Regions from separate parts of the Mus musculus genome. Here region 2 is linked to region 1. Evidence: chromatin contacts called from public HiChIP or PLAC-seq data. All regions are on one chromosome and are shown on one strand. Each heading gives the region's core, a stretch centred on a gene start, on an enhancer-like site or on the middle of the called end of the contact. The rest is flanking DNA. Distances are from core to core; before and after follow the strand shown. Region 1 has its middle 23 kb from the start of Mmp3. Region 2 overlaps Gm31751 (a long non-coding RNA gene).

The links. HiChIP or PLAC-seq counts read pairs in DNA pulled down with a chosen protein or histone mark.
Region 2: a contact with region 1 is called in a RAD21 HiChIP or PLAC-seq map of pro-B cells, with 5 times the contacts expected there. The contact joins two enhancer-like sites. A contact is called at or near these places in 2 of 15 datasets of contacts at CTCF or cohesin (large pre-B cells and pro-B cells) and 1 of 115 datasets of contacts at active chromatin or transcription factors (large pre-B cells).

Annotation. Positions count from the first base shown.
Region 1 is chr9:7,419,139-7,425,603 of GRCm38.p6, forward strand. No RefSeq gene overlaps it. Among named protein-coding and RNA genes, the nearest start is that of Mmp3, 23 kb to the right of the region's middle. Within about 2 kb of position 3,648, at least 1 of the 459 cell types and tissues checked has an H3K27ac peak or open chromatin away from gene starts, as enhancers often do. A contact at or near this core is called in pro-B cells, where this site is marked.
Region 2 is chr9:7,591,397-7,597,861 of GRCm38.p6, forward strand. All of the region lies in intron 2 of Gm31751 (a long non-coding RNA gene), which reads right to left. Among named protein-coding and RNA genes, the nearest start is that of Mmp27, 23 kb to the left of the region's middle. Within about 2 kb of position 4,060, at least 123 of the 459 cell types and tissues checked have an H3K27ac peak or open chromatin away from gene starts, as enhancers often do. A contact at or near this core is called in pro-B cells, where this site is marked.

The DNA of each region.
Region 1 (6,465 bases), core at 2,398-4,897:
ATAATAGTGGGAGACTTTAACACCTCACTATCATCAGTGAACAGATCCTGGAAACAGAAACTAAACAGAGACACTTGAAACTAACAGAAGTTATGTAACAAATGGATTTAACATATATCTACAGAAGATTTTATCCTAAAACAAAATGATATACCTTCTTCTCAGCACCTCATGATACCTTCTCCAAATTGACCATATAATTGGTCACAAAACAGGCCTCAACAGACACAAAATTATTGAAATTGTCCCATGCATCCTATCAGATCACCACGGACTAAGGCTGATCTTCAATAACAACATAAATAATATAAAGCCAACATTCAAGTGGAAAATGAACAAGATTCTACTCAACGATATTTTGGTCAAGGAAGAAATAAAGAAAGAAATTAGAGACTTTTTAATAAAGAAAGAAATTAGAGACTTTTTAGAGTTTAATGAAAATGAAGCCACAACATACCCTAACTTATGGGACACAATGAAAGAATTCCTGAGAGGAAAACTCATAGCTCTTGAGTGCCTTCAAAAAGAAACTAAAAATAGCATACACTAGCAGCTTGATAGCACACCTAAAAGCTCTAGAGCAAAAGTAAACAAATTCACCCAAGAGGAGTAGATGGCAGGAAATAATCAAACTCAGGGGCGAAATCAACCAAGTGGAAACAAAAAGAACTATTCAAAGAATCAACCAAAGGAGGAGCTGGTTCTTTGAGAAAATCAACAAGAAAGATAAACCCTTAGCTAGACTAACTAGAGGGCACAGGGACAGCATCCAAATTAAGAAAATCAGAAATGAAAAGGGAGACATAACAACAGATTCTGAAGAAATCCAAAACACCATCAGATCCTTCTACAAAAGGCTATACTCACCAAAACTGGAAAACCTGGATGAAATGAACAAATTTCTAGACAGATATCAAATACCAAAGTTAAATCAGGATCAGATTAATGACCTAAAAATTCCACCAAAGAACTCCTAAGCCTCATAAACAGCTTCAGTGCAGTAGCTGGATATAAAATGAACTCAAACAAATCAGTGGCCTTTCTCTACACAAATGATAAAGGGACTGAGAAAAAAATTAGGAATCAACACCCTTCACAATAGGCACAAATAATATAAAATACCTTGGTGTGATTCTAACTAAGGAAGTGAATGATCTGTAGGATAAGAACTTCAAGTCTCTGAAGGAAGAAATTAAAGAACATCTCAGAAGATAGAAAGATCTCCCATGCTCATGGATTGGCAGAATCAATATAGTGAAAATGGCTATCTTGCTGAAAGCAATCTACAGATTCAATGTAATCCCCATCAAAATTCCAACTCAATTCTTCAATGAATTAGAAAGGGCAATTTGAAAATTTATCTGGAATAACAAAAAACCTAGGATAGCAAAAAATCTTCTCAATGATAAAAGAATCTCTGGTGGTATCACCATTCCTGACCTAATGCTGTACTGTAGAGCAATTGTGATATAGTGACCGGTATAGTGACTGACAGGTAGATCAGTGGAATAGAATTGAAGACCCAGAAATGATCCCACACACCTATAGTCACTTGATCTTTGACAGGGAGCTAAAACCATCCAGTGGAAAAAAGACAGCATTTTCAACAAATGGTGCTGGCACAACTGGCGGTTATCATGAAGAAGAATGTGAATTGTTCCACTCTTATCTCCTTGTACTAAGGTCAACTCTAAGTGGACCGAGGAACTCCACATAAAACCAGAGACACTGAAACTTATAGAGGAGTAAGAGGGGAAAAGCCTCAAAGATATGGGCACAAGGGAAAGACTCCTGAATAGAACAGCAATGGCTTGAGCTATAAAATCAAGAATTGACAAATGGGACCTCATAAAATTGCAAAGCTTCTGTAAGGCAAAAGACACTGTCAATAAGACAAGAAGGCCATTAACAGATTGGGAAATGATCTTTACCAATCCTAAATCAGATAGGGTACTAATATCCAATATATATAAAGAACTCAAGAAAATGGACTCCAGAAAACCAAATAACCCCATTAAAAAATGGGGCTCAGAGCTAAACAAAGAATTCTCACCTAAGGAATACCGAATGGCTGAGAAGCACCTGAAAAAAATGGTCAATATCCTTAATCATCAGGGAAATCCAAATCAAAACAACCCTGAGATTCTACCTCACACCAGTCAGAATTACTAAGATCAAAAATTCATGTGTCAGCAGATGCTGGCAAGGATATGGAGAAAGAGGAACACTCCTCCATTGCTAGTGGGATTGTAAGCTTGTATAACCACTCTGGAAATCAGTCTGGAGGTTCTTCAGAAAATTTGACATAGTACTACTGGAGGATCCAGTAATACCTCTCCTGGGTATGTATCCAGAAGATGTTTCAACTGATAATAAGAACACATATTCCACTATGTTCACAGCAGCCTTATTTATAATAGGCAGAAGCTGGAAAGAACCCAGATGTCCCTCAACAGAGGAATGGATACAGAAAATGTGGTACATTTACACAATGGAGTACTACTCAGCTATTAAAAACAATGAATTTATGAAATTCCTAGGCAAATGGATGGATCTGGAGGATATCATCCTGAGTGAGGTAACCCAATCTCAAAAGAACTCACATGATATGCGCTCACTGATAAGTGGACATTAGCCCAGAAACTTAGAATACCCAAGATACAATTTGGAAAACACATGAAATTAAAAAAGAACAAAGAGCTAAGTGTGTACACTTTTCCCCTTCTTATAATTAGGAAGAAAACACCCAAGGAGGCAGTTACAGAGACAAAGTTTTGAGCTGAGACGAAAAGATGGACCATCCAGAGACTGCCTCACCCGGGGGCCCATCTCATAATCAGCAACCAAAGGCTGACACTATTGCATATGCCAACAAGATTTTGCTGAAAGAATCCTGATATAGCTGTCTCTTGTGAGGCTTTGCCAGTGCCTGGCAAACACAAAAGTGGATGCTTACAGTCATCTATTGGATGGAACACAGGGCCCCCATGGAGGAGCTAGAGAAAGTACCCAAGGAGCTGAAGGGATCAACATTATGAACTAACCAGTACCCCTAGAGCTCGTGTCTCTAGCTGCATATATAGCAGATGATGGCCTATTTGGCCATCATTGGGAAGAGAGGCCCCTTGGTCTTGCAAACTTTATGTGCTCCAGTACAGGGGAAACACCAGGGCCAAGAAGTGGGAGTGGGAGGGTAGGGGAGCAGGAGGTGGGGAGGGTATAGGGGACTTTTGGGATAGCATTGGAAATGTAAATGAAGTAAATACCTAATAAAAATTGGAAAAAAAAAGAAAATAAATTTTGTGCAGGTAAGCTTAAGCCTGACCACAGAATATCATAATTCTCAGTAGAGAATTTTAAAGCACATTTTATGATAGATGGAAACCTCGCTTCTGCAAAACATAACAAAGTTTAAATATTTATTAGGCAGGTTTAGAACACATACAAGGAAATAAATCATTCATAGTCCTGTTACAATAAGGGATCTTTTAAGATTATTAATTGTGCATTTGTAATTTTTAAAATTCTTATTTGTAAGGATAGGTGAGTGTTTGCATGTATAAATGTCTGTGTACCATGTGAGTGTCTGGTGCCCACAAAAGTCATAAAAGGGTGTTGGATCCCCTGGGACTGAAGTTACAGATGGTTTTGGCTTGCTATATTGATGCTGGGAATTAAACTTAGGTTCCCTGGTAAGTCAGCCAGTGCTCTGATCATTGAACCATCTCTTCAGCCCTGAATTTGCACTTTTATACCTGTATGTTGTTTGCACATCATGTTGGCTATGCAACTTAGGAAATTTAGTTATTAGTCCTCAAAATTCTGAATCTTGCTAGCCTGAGAAGTCTTTATAAACTTATATAACTCAATCAGAATTGAAGGAGATATGATTAATACAGATCTTCTGATGTGTATTTTTCTGTTAGAATTGCACTATATAAGCTGAGTCTTATGTCTGTTTACTACAGAAACACTCAGATATTGCTTTTCAAAACAGAAACTTTTGTAGGAGATTGTTGAACAGCCAAAACCACAAAGAAGCATTTCCCTTGGTTTGAAGAATTGCCCTGTAATATATGTGTGTGTGTGTGTGTGTGTTTGTGTGTGTGTGTGTGTGTGTGTGTGTGTGTGTGTGTGTGTGTGTATAAAATAGAACACCACATGAGTGGTGAGGGGCCTTGGGCATCAAAGGTCAGTTGAAGACAACAGCAAATGTGAATTTATACCAACACTACCCAGTCATTATGTCCTTAGATTCTAAGGAAGTATTACCAGAAAGTTGTTGATTACAGGTGGCACCAGCACATTTGTTCCAAAATCAATGTCTGCTGAACTTGAATTCCATGACAGAAGAAATTCCTGGTTATGTGTGTGCTTTCTGAAATACTCTGCTTCAGGGACATGATGACAAACTAAGTTAAAGAATATTCTTCTAGAATACTCTTCATATATGAATTGGATAGTTGGATGCAGAAAGGATTTTGACCTTGTCCTTATCTCAGCTGTTGACCACCTCAGCCCTCCTCTCTTGGGGAATTCTTTATAACTGGTTCTGCTGTGAATGTGACAGCAGGTCTCTTAGGCAAATAGCTCTTCTGAGAATTCTTTTCTGGTTAAGTAGTATGTGTCTTCTCCACTTAGTTCCCTGACCTCTGACATATGAAGCCTCCTGTTTTTGGTCAGTGGGAGTCTTCAGTTTCTAACAGACTATTAGCTGTGTGACCAGTGTAACCTTCCCCATGTGAGAATTTATTTTAAAAGATTATAGTGGGGGGAGGTGTCTAAGCTCCCTTCTGTTGATGTGACAGACATCAGAACCAAAAACAACTTGTTGAGGAAATTTGGCTAATATGGCCCAGGATCACAGTCCATAACTGAGAGAAATCAGGTTGGGAACTCAAGGTGGGCTCCTGTATGCAGGAGCTGTTGCAGTAGCCATGAAGGAACCCTGTTTCCTAGCTTGCTGTGCCATTTCTTATATGGCTTCTAAGCAATTTGTCCATTGCTGGCATGGTCCACAGTGGGCTAGGCCCTCTACATCAGTCATTAGTCAAGAAGATACCCCCTAAAGACTTTTTCTATAGGCCAACCTGATAGAGGCATTTTGTAAATCAAGGTTCTTTTTTTTTTTTTCTCAAATGACCCTATCTTATGTCAAGTGAACAAACAAACAAAAACATAGGAAGCACCATGGGAGTCATGTCTCTTCAATAACAATGTAACATGACATAAACTTCCAAGAACACAGGAAAATACTGATGGAGTGAAGTAATATGTGGTTCAGGTTAACTGGGTCATGGGTTGATTTCTTGGATTAAGAGGAGACTAAAAGTTGTCCTTTATTCTTGTGAAACAGTTCTTTTGAGAAACTGTCTCAAATACCACAGGCTGGCCTTGAACTTCATATGTAGCCAACAATTATCTTGACATTGATCCTATTGCCTCACACCCCTGTGATGACATGGCAGATTTTCACACACACCCAGTAGACACTGTACGGGGACCTGAGCCCAGGAATGTGTATATGCAAGGCAAGCACTTTACCAGCTAAGTATCAGCCTTGGTCACTGTCTTCTCTTCTTGAATATTTCTTGGAGGATGCTGAAGTCTACTGCCACTGCTCTAATTGGAAATGCCCTTGAACCTAACAGTAGAATCTAGAAGACAGGAATTGGAAAGAAACTTGCAGTTGGCCTGATCAGTGTGCTGTCCTTAGCATTATGTAGTGGTCTTCAAATTAAGAAAGTGTGCTGTTGCGGCCGCCAGCAGCTCGCAACATGAACGGTTCGACTGAGAAGGCTACTCGAGCTGTAAGAGAGGAATCTAGACGGGGCGAAAGAAGAAACGGAGCTAAGACAAATTCATTCTGATCAAAGCTCAAATTTTATTGTTGGGACACTAGTTATGAAGGAAGGGGGAGGGGACCCGATTCCCGCCGAATAATCTCGGGTCCAGTAGAAAGGTGCACGTGTGTGGCTCCTCAGGTTCCAGCAGTGGGCGTGGCAGAACGAATGAGCAGGAAGCTCCACCCCGAGCAAGCAGGTTTCAGGCTGGGGGAGGGGAGACTACATCTCCTCCCTTTTATTAACAAAATTTAAAAAAAAGAAAAAGCTGGCCTGAGGGGGGGAAAATTATCTATGCTCAATAGTTCTGCCTGGAATCTAGGGCTAAAGAAAAAACCTGCTTCACTGGGATTCTTTAACTTTTCTTATGGTAAACTGTATCTGGCTTAAGACTGTCCTTTCTTAGTAAACAACTAACTGAAAGGCCTGGAGCTGCAGACTCTGACTTTATAACGCTAATTAGTACTTGGTAGGTAACTTTCTAGTTGAATTTTAAGTAGGGCGTTGGAACTCTGGCTAAGTTTGACTGAACAAATGTGAAAATAACACTAAGTTGATATTCCTCCGCATTTTTGGATGATAGGCGGGAAACAGGGAGAAGGAGTTCGACCGGCTCTTGTAG
Region 2 (6,465 bases), core at 2,810-5,309, 170 kb after region 1:
AGGACTTCAATACTGGAATCTCGCTAATAGACAGGTCATTAACACAAAAATTAAACAGAAAAATGCTGGTGTAGCTGATGTTATGAACCAAATGGAACTAAAAGATAGTCACAAAAAATATATACTTTCTTCTCAGCAGCTCATGTAACTTTCTCCAAAACTGACCACATATTTCAACACAAAGCAAGTCTCTACTAATACAAGAAAATTGAAATAACTCCATGCATTGTATCAGACTACCACAGATTAAAGTTGGATATCAACAGCAACAGAAACCTTACAAACTCAAGGAAACTGAACAACTCTCTACTGAATGAAAAATAAATCAAGACAGAAATTAAGAAAGAAATTTAAAACTTTTTAGAATTGAATGAAATTGAAAATATAACATGCCTAAGCCCATTGGACACAATGAAAGCAGCTCTAAGAGGAAAGTTTATACGCAAAGTATCTACACACGCACACTCTCTCTCACACATACACACACACACACACACACACACACACAGAGGAGATGGAAAGAGCTCATACTAGTAACTTAACAGCACTGAAAGATCCAGAGCAGAAAGAAAGAAAGAAAGAAAGAAAGAGAGAGAGAAAGAAAGATAGGTGGGTGGGTATAAATAGTAGTCATCCCCCAAAGGGGTAGATGGCAAGAAATAATTAAATGTGGAGCTAAAATCAATCAATAAAATAGAAACAAACAAACAAAATACAATAAAAAGAATCAATGAAACAAAGAACTGGTTCTTTGAGAAAACCAGTAAGATTGACAAACCCTTAGCCAAATTAACTAAAAAGTGGAGATAGAACATCCAAATTAACAAATTAGAAATAAAAAGGGGAACATACCGACACCAAGGAAACCCATAGATCATAAGGACATGCTTTGAAAATCAGTACACAACCAAATAGGAAAACTAAAATAAATGGATAAATTTCTTGATCTATTCCACCTACCAAATTTAAACCAAGATAAGATAAGCAATTTAAACAGACAAATAATCCTTAGTATAATAGAAGCAATAATTAAATGTCTACAAACCAAAACAAAAAACAAAAACAAAAACAAAACAAACAAACAAACAAAAAACAGATAGATTCAGCCCAGAATTCTACCAAAAAAGAGAAGAATGTAAAACTGATACTTCTTAGATGATTCTGCAAACTAGAAACAGGAAAACATTACCTAATTCTTTTTAAGGGGCCACAATTACTCTGATCCCGAAACCAAAATAAACTCAATAGCATATATTTGGAGGATTTTTTTTTCTGTCATATTGCTTTTTGGGGCTTGCTTTTCTTTTAACTTTTCAGGTCTTTTGCTTAATATTGTGGTTTCCAATTTTTAATTTTTGTAGGATTTTTGTTAGTTCAAAGATATGTGTTTCTGACTCTATGTGTTTCTTGTGCTTTTTTTCAAGCTTATTTTATTAGCATGTTTGCTTGTTTGTTTAGTCCTATTCTGGTTTGTTTGTTTTTATTTTATCTTATTTTATTATTTTTAGATACCTGAATTTTTTCTAATATGAGTGAGAGAGAGGATTTGGAAGTGCAAAAGTCGGGGAAGAGGGTCTGGAGGAGTTTGGTGAAGGGAAACCATAATAAGAATATACTGTGTGAAAAACTATATTCTCAGAGAATGAATTTTAAGTATAAATAAAAAATAGACTTGGGGCTGGAGAAGCTAAGTGCCTAGGAGCATCTGCCGCTCTGCCAGCTCTCCCATTGGCTGAGGAGCTACCTTCCTTGAATTCCCCAGCTCTGCGTCTCTACCTAGATTTGGGGTCTGGGGGATCAAACTCACAGCAAGTACTTTACTAACTGCTCTCCCCAGGCATGTAGTTATTGCTTTAAAAGCAAGATATGGTGCTTAGAGGACCTATTTTTCTCACTTAAAGCCAAAGATGATGTTAGAATCCAAATCTTGTGTCATCTATTTTCATCTACAGTCTTCTGGAACATGAAGGCTCTCCCAGCCTGTACTGCACTCACCACCTTCCTAGGAATAACAAGAGCCCTCCACTCACCAAGCTACTTTCTACCAAAAAAAAAAAAAAAAAAAAAAAAAAAAAAAAAAAAAAAAAGTGATTTCCTGCTCACTTGCAGCAAAACCTAGCAGGCTCCATTGCAATGAGTTTCCTGGCTTTTTTGCAATGTGTTTCACGGTGTTCTAATTTCATTATTGTTGTGGTTTCTTTTCTCAATGTGTGTAAAGAAAGAGAAGCACACTGCATTTCCCATTAAGCAATTCTGTAACACTACAAAGGACAAGCAGTGATAACTCAGATGATGCTGACTCTGACACCAAGGTCCCCTCATGAAGACATTCCTGCAGAAGGCAATCAACAAAGAGGTTCCGGAGAACCCATGAGCTAGCTGCGGAACTCAGCTCTCCTGCCATGACAAACCATTGTTCCCTTACAGTCAATACAGCTATGCTTGCCCACATTCACAGAGCCTCACAAGACTAAACCCATAGTTAGCTTTCCTTGTAGAAGTAGATGGGGAGGGTCTCTACAACCCAGCCCTAGCTGCACATGACATGGAGTATACAAAACATGGAAAGCTAAGTAGACAGGATCAGGCTCCACTAATACCATTCAAGAGATCTTCTTCACCCATGCTCTGGTAGAATTTCTCAATGATGGGCTTGGGGTCATCCATATGCCTATAAGTAATTCCTCACCCAGGTCCCTATAAGTCTTACTAACTGGTTCATCATGCTGGACATGAATGGAGTTGTTTCTTTACTCCACCAGCTCTCAGCCTGTGAGCGACAGCTGATTTGGGCCCAGCATATCAAATATCTGAATTATGATTCATAACAATGGCAAAATTACAGTTATAAAGTAGCAACAAACTAATTTTATAGTTAGCAGTCACCACATGAGGAACTATATTAAAGGGTCTCCACATTAGGAAGGTTGAGAGCTACTGCTTTAGTCTAACTTTGACTCTGTCTAGGGTGGACAAACATTTCTTCACATCTCAGAAAAAGTAATACAACACTATGGAAGCTTCACGCTCCACTCACGGTAAAGTTGACTGAGAGCAGTGTGCTGCGGGATTTTGAGTAGACCTGAACTATAGGAATATTCAAGTAGATTGTATTTCACTAATTTTTGGCATGTCTGTAATATTGTGTAGTTTTTAACCTTTCAAGAAAAGGAAGAAAACAGACGTGTTCTCCATCCACTCAGTGACAGAGGAGAAAACTAAGCTGCATGTTCACCAATGGCAAGGACGGGGCTCATATTTGCATGCGTTGACTGGGGGGTCATCTTCTTTTGACTACGATTCCTTTCTATACAACAATCTCTGTCTTCAGTTTGTACTTTTGTTGCTGTTGCAGGTTGTTTTAGCCTCCTTTGCATGTGCACGAGCACACACACACAACTTAATGTATGGGATGTGTCTTTGGCTTCTATATAGTCAGTACAGTGTCTGTCCAAGTTAGCTCTGTTGTCAACATGACAAGGTTTAGAGTCATCTGAGCAGAAAGCCTCCATTGAGAATTGGCTTGCAGGCATGTCTGTGAGACACTGCCTTGATTCTTAATTGATGTGGGAGGACCCAGTCCACTGTGGATGGCACCATCCTTAAGAAGGCCATGTATAAGAAAGCTAGCTGAGCTTGTGACTGAGTGAGCTAGAGAGGTAGCCTGCAAGCAGTGTTCCTCCATTGTTTTGCTTCAATCTCCTGCTTTTCTCTGATTCCCTCCATGGTGGACCATGACCTGGAAGTGTAAGCCAAATAAACCCTCCCTCCCCAAGTTGCTTCTGATCAGAGTGTTTATCCCAGCAAGAGAGAGTCCACAACACTGACCAAGACCAAGGAGGCCAGAGGAGTGTATGTAATGAGATGATCACATGTTGGAGCGAAACAAGGAAATAAATCATAGCCTCGCTTGTGCCTTCTGTGCTCCCTGTGTTGGTGCCGATATGCACAAGCCTCTAAGGATTATGAAACCGAAAGCTTGGAGTTGGCACCAGACAGCAGAGCCTGGCTGTGCAGGCTCGGGATGTTTCCTGTGGAAGCTGAAGTCCAGTGCTGCCATCTAGTGATCATGAGCAGAACCAAGACTCTCCCGCCCTGACCTGCAGCTGGTCCATGCCCCACAAGCAGAACCTAGCCTGTGTGCCAACGCCTGTAAGCTGAGGCAAACACAGCTAAACCTGTTGACCCTAGGCTGTGCAGGGGTTGACCTAAGGTGGCCTGGTTCTCTTCTCAATCCACAGTTCAGCTGCTGGTGGCTTTCACCTCACAAAGGTGAACAGGGTGCATCTTTCTCTCCACATTTAAGTGTTTTAAAGCTGAGATTATGAATCACTGATGCAACGAGAATCAACAGAAAGAAATGATCAATTGTTGTACAATTAGGTCAAAATCTTGGGAGGGCAGGGCCTGATAGGTGTGTCTAGCAAGTTCCCAAGCCCCGTGTGCTCCCCGACTCTTTTTCAATAGCCCTCACTTCTGCTCCATTCTGAAATGACTGTTAGTGTAGTGCGTGCATGCGTGTGTGTGTGTGTGTGTGTGTGTGTGTGTGAGAGAGAGAGAGAGAGAGAGAGAGAGAGAGAGAGAGAGAGAGAGAGAGAGTCCAAATTACCTAGAGAGCTTGTTTTAAACAGGCACAGCTATCCCATGGCTAAATTTTCTGATTTAGTCAGTCTTGAATGAATTCCAGAATTTGCATCTCTAATAGGTTTCCAAGTAGAATTATTTGAATCCTGAATTTCCTCTAAAGTTCTCATGCAGTTAAGACTTTCTCCAAAGCTAGATACATCTGTAAGCCCAATACAAAGCTTCTCTCTCCATATGTATGTATGTATGTATGTATGTATGTATGTATGTGTATATATAGAGAAATTATATAATAAATAATTATATTTATTATTTATCTCTCTACATATATATGTATAGGCATATATACTTATGTATATATACATATATATGTGCATATTCTTAAGAGATAGCTTCTAGCAGAAGCAACTTAACATCATTGGGAACATGCCCTTGAAGAGGATATTAGGACCCCAGATTTTCTATCCTCTTCTTCCCCCCTCCCTCACATTTTCTTCCCCAGCTGCCATGATATAAACAGGTTTACAACTGCAGACTCTCTCCTTATTGCATGTCTAAAAGCCACGAACTCCTGCAGCCATGGACTACAACCTCTGGAACTCAAAGCCAGAATATGCCTTACCTCTCTCTTGGTTGAGTTTCTTCCCCCATTGTTATTGCTGCTGCTGCTGCTGCTGCTGCTACTGTTTGGAAACAGAGTCCCCCATGTAGACTTGGCTAGCCCTAAACTTAAAATTTTCCTATCTGTCTTTTGAGTGCTGAGCTTGTAAGCTAGTACCCCGGGTATTTATCGATAAGTTGACATTCTAAAGTATCCATTACAGTGTAGGGCCCTAAGCTATGCATTGTTGGCTTGAAGGTCAGAATTTGCAGACACCATAGTTGGCGCGTTTCCAGCCCATCCATTATGTCCCCTTTGTTCATCTAACTCCATCATGGCTACTGTGGTAAAGCTCTGAGAAGACTGAGAGCAAGGAAATAGGAGGGAGGCCCCCAATCCTTTAACTGTTCTTGGCTCTGACTCTAGGTGGGGAGGCCCCAGTCCTTTGACTGTTCTTAGATCTCATTTCATAAATTTTACTTCAGGATCTAGATGAAGGCATCTAGCTTCCACCCAGGTAGCCGCTCATGCAAGTTCCCTGTTTACGTGCCATATATTTATGAAGTTGAAGCCTGCTTCACAAACAGCACCCGGACCCAACAGACTACAGCACAGTCTTGGCTGGTGGCGAGACTGTGGATCCCGCAGATAAATGAACCCAGAGCAGTGTGAAACATCTTGCCTAAAAAGGTCCATTGGCAACCAAACCCTGAGAGTCTGGATCTGGTTAAAGTTTGTGGACCCTCATTAAACTAATTTGATACATGATTTGGAAAGAGTGTCTATTATGATAGTCCAAGAGCAGTATTGTACCCAGATTGCAAAAACCCCAAAGAGACCATCAGGAACTACAACTCCAATGCAAGAACACGAGAGTCCTTATTCAAGCTCGAGCTTGGGTCACAAACCCAAGCAACAGGTTAGGAAAGTGACCCTCGGGTCTAGGGGTTTAGGATTTATATAGGAAAGGTTTGCAAGCTGGGGCTTTCAAGCCTTGGTGTTACATGATTGGGTAAATGGGTAAAGGAATGTTAACCTTCAAATTGATAGTATCTGCTCAGACCACAAGGAAAGACCACACACCTGAAAAGGGGCATCTTGACCAGGGAAAGACTTGTGTTCTCTTAGCCCACTCTGTTGTTATCAGCTAGCTGCAGCTGCTGTGTCTATTTTACTATCATCAAGCACATTTCATGATTTTTCTCAGACCTCAAGGGTAGGAGCCATATCACTCTAAGGTTTTCTCCAAGGATAGCAGCTTAAAATAGAGTTTAGAAGAC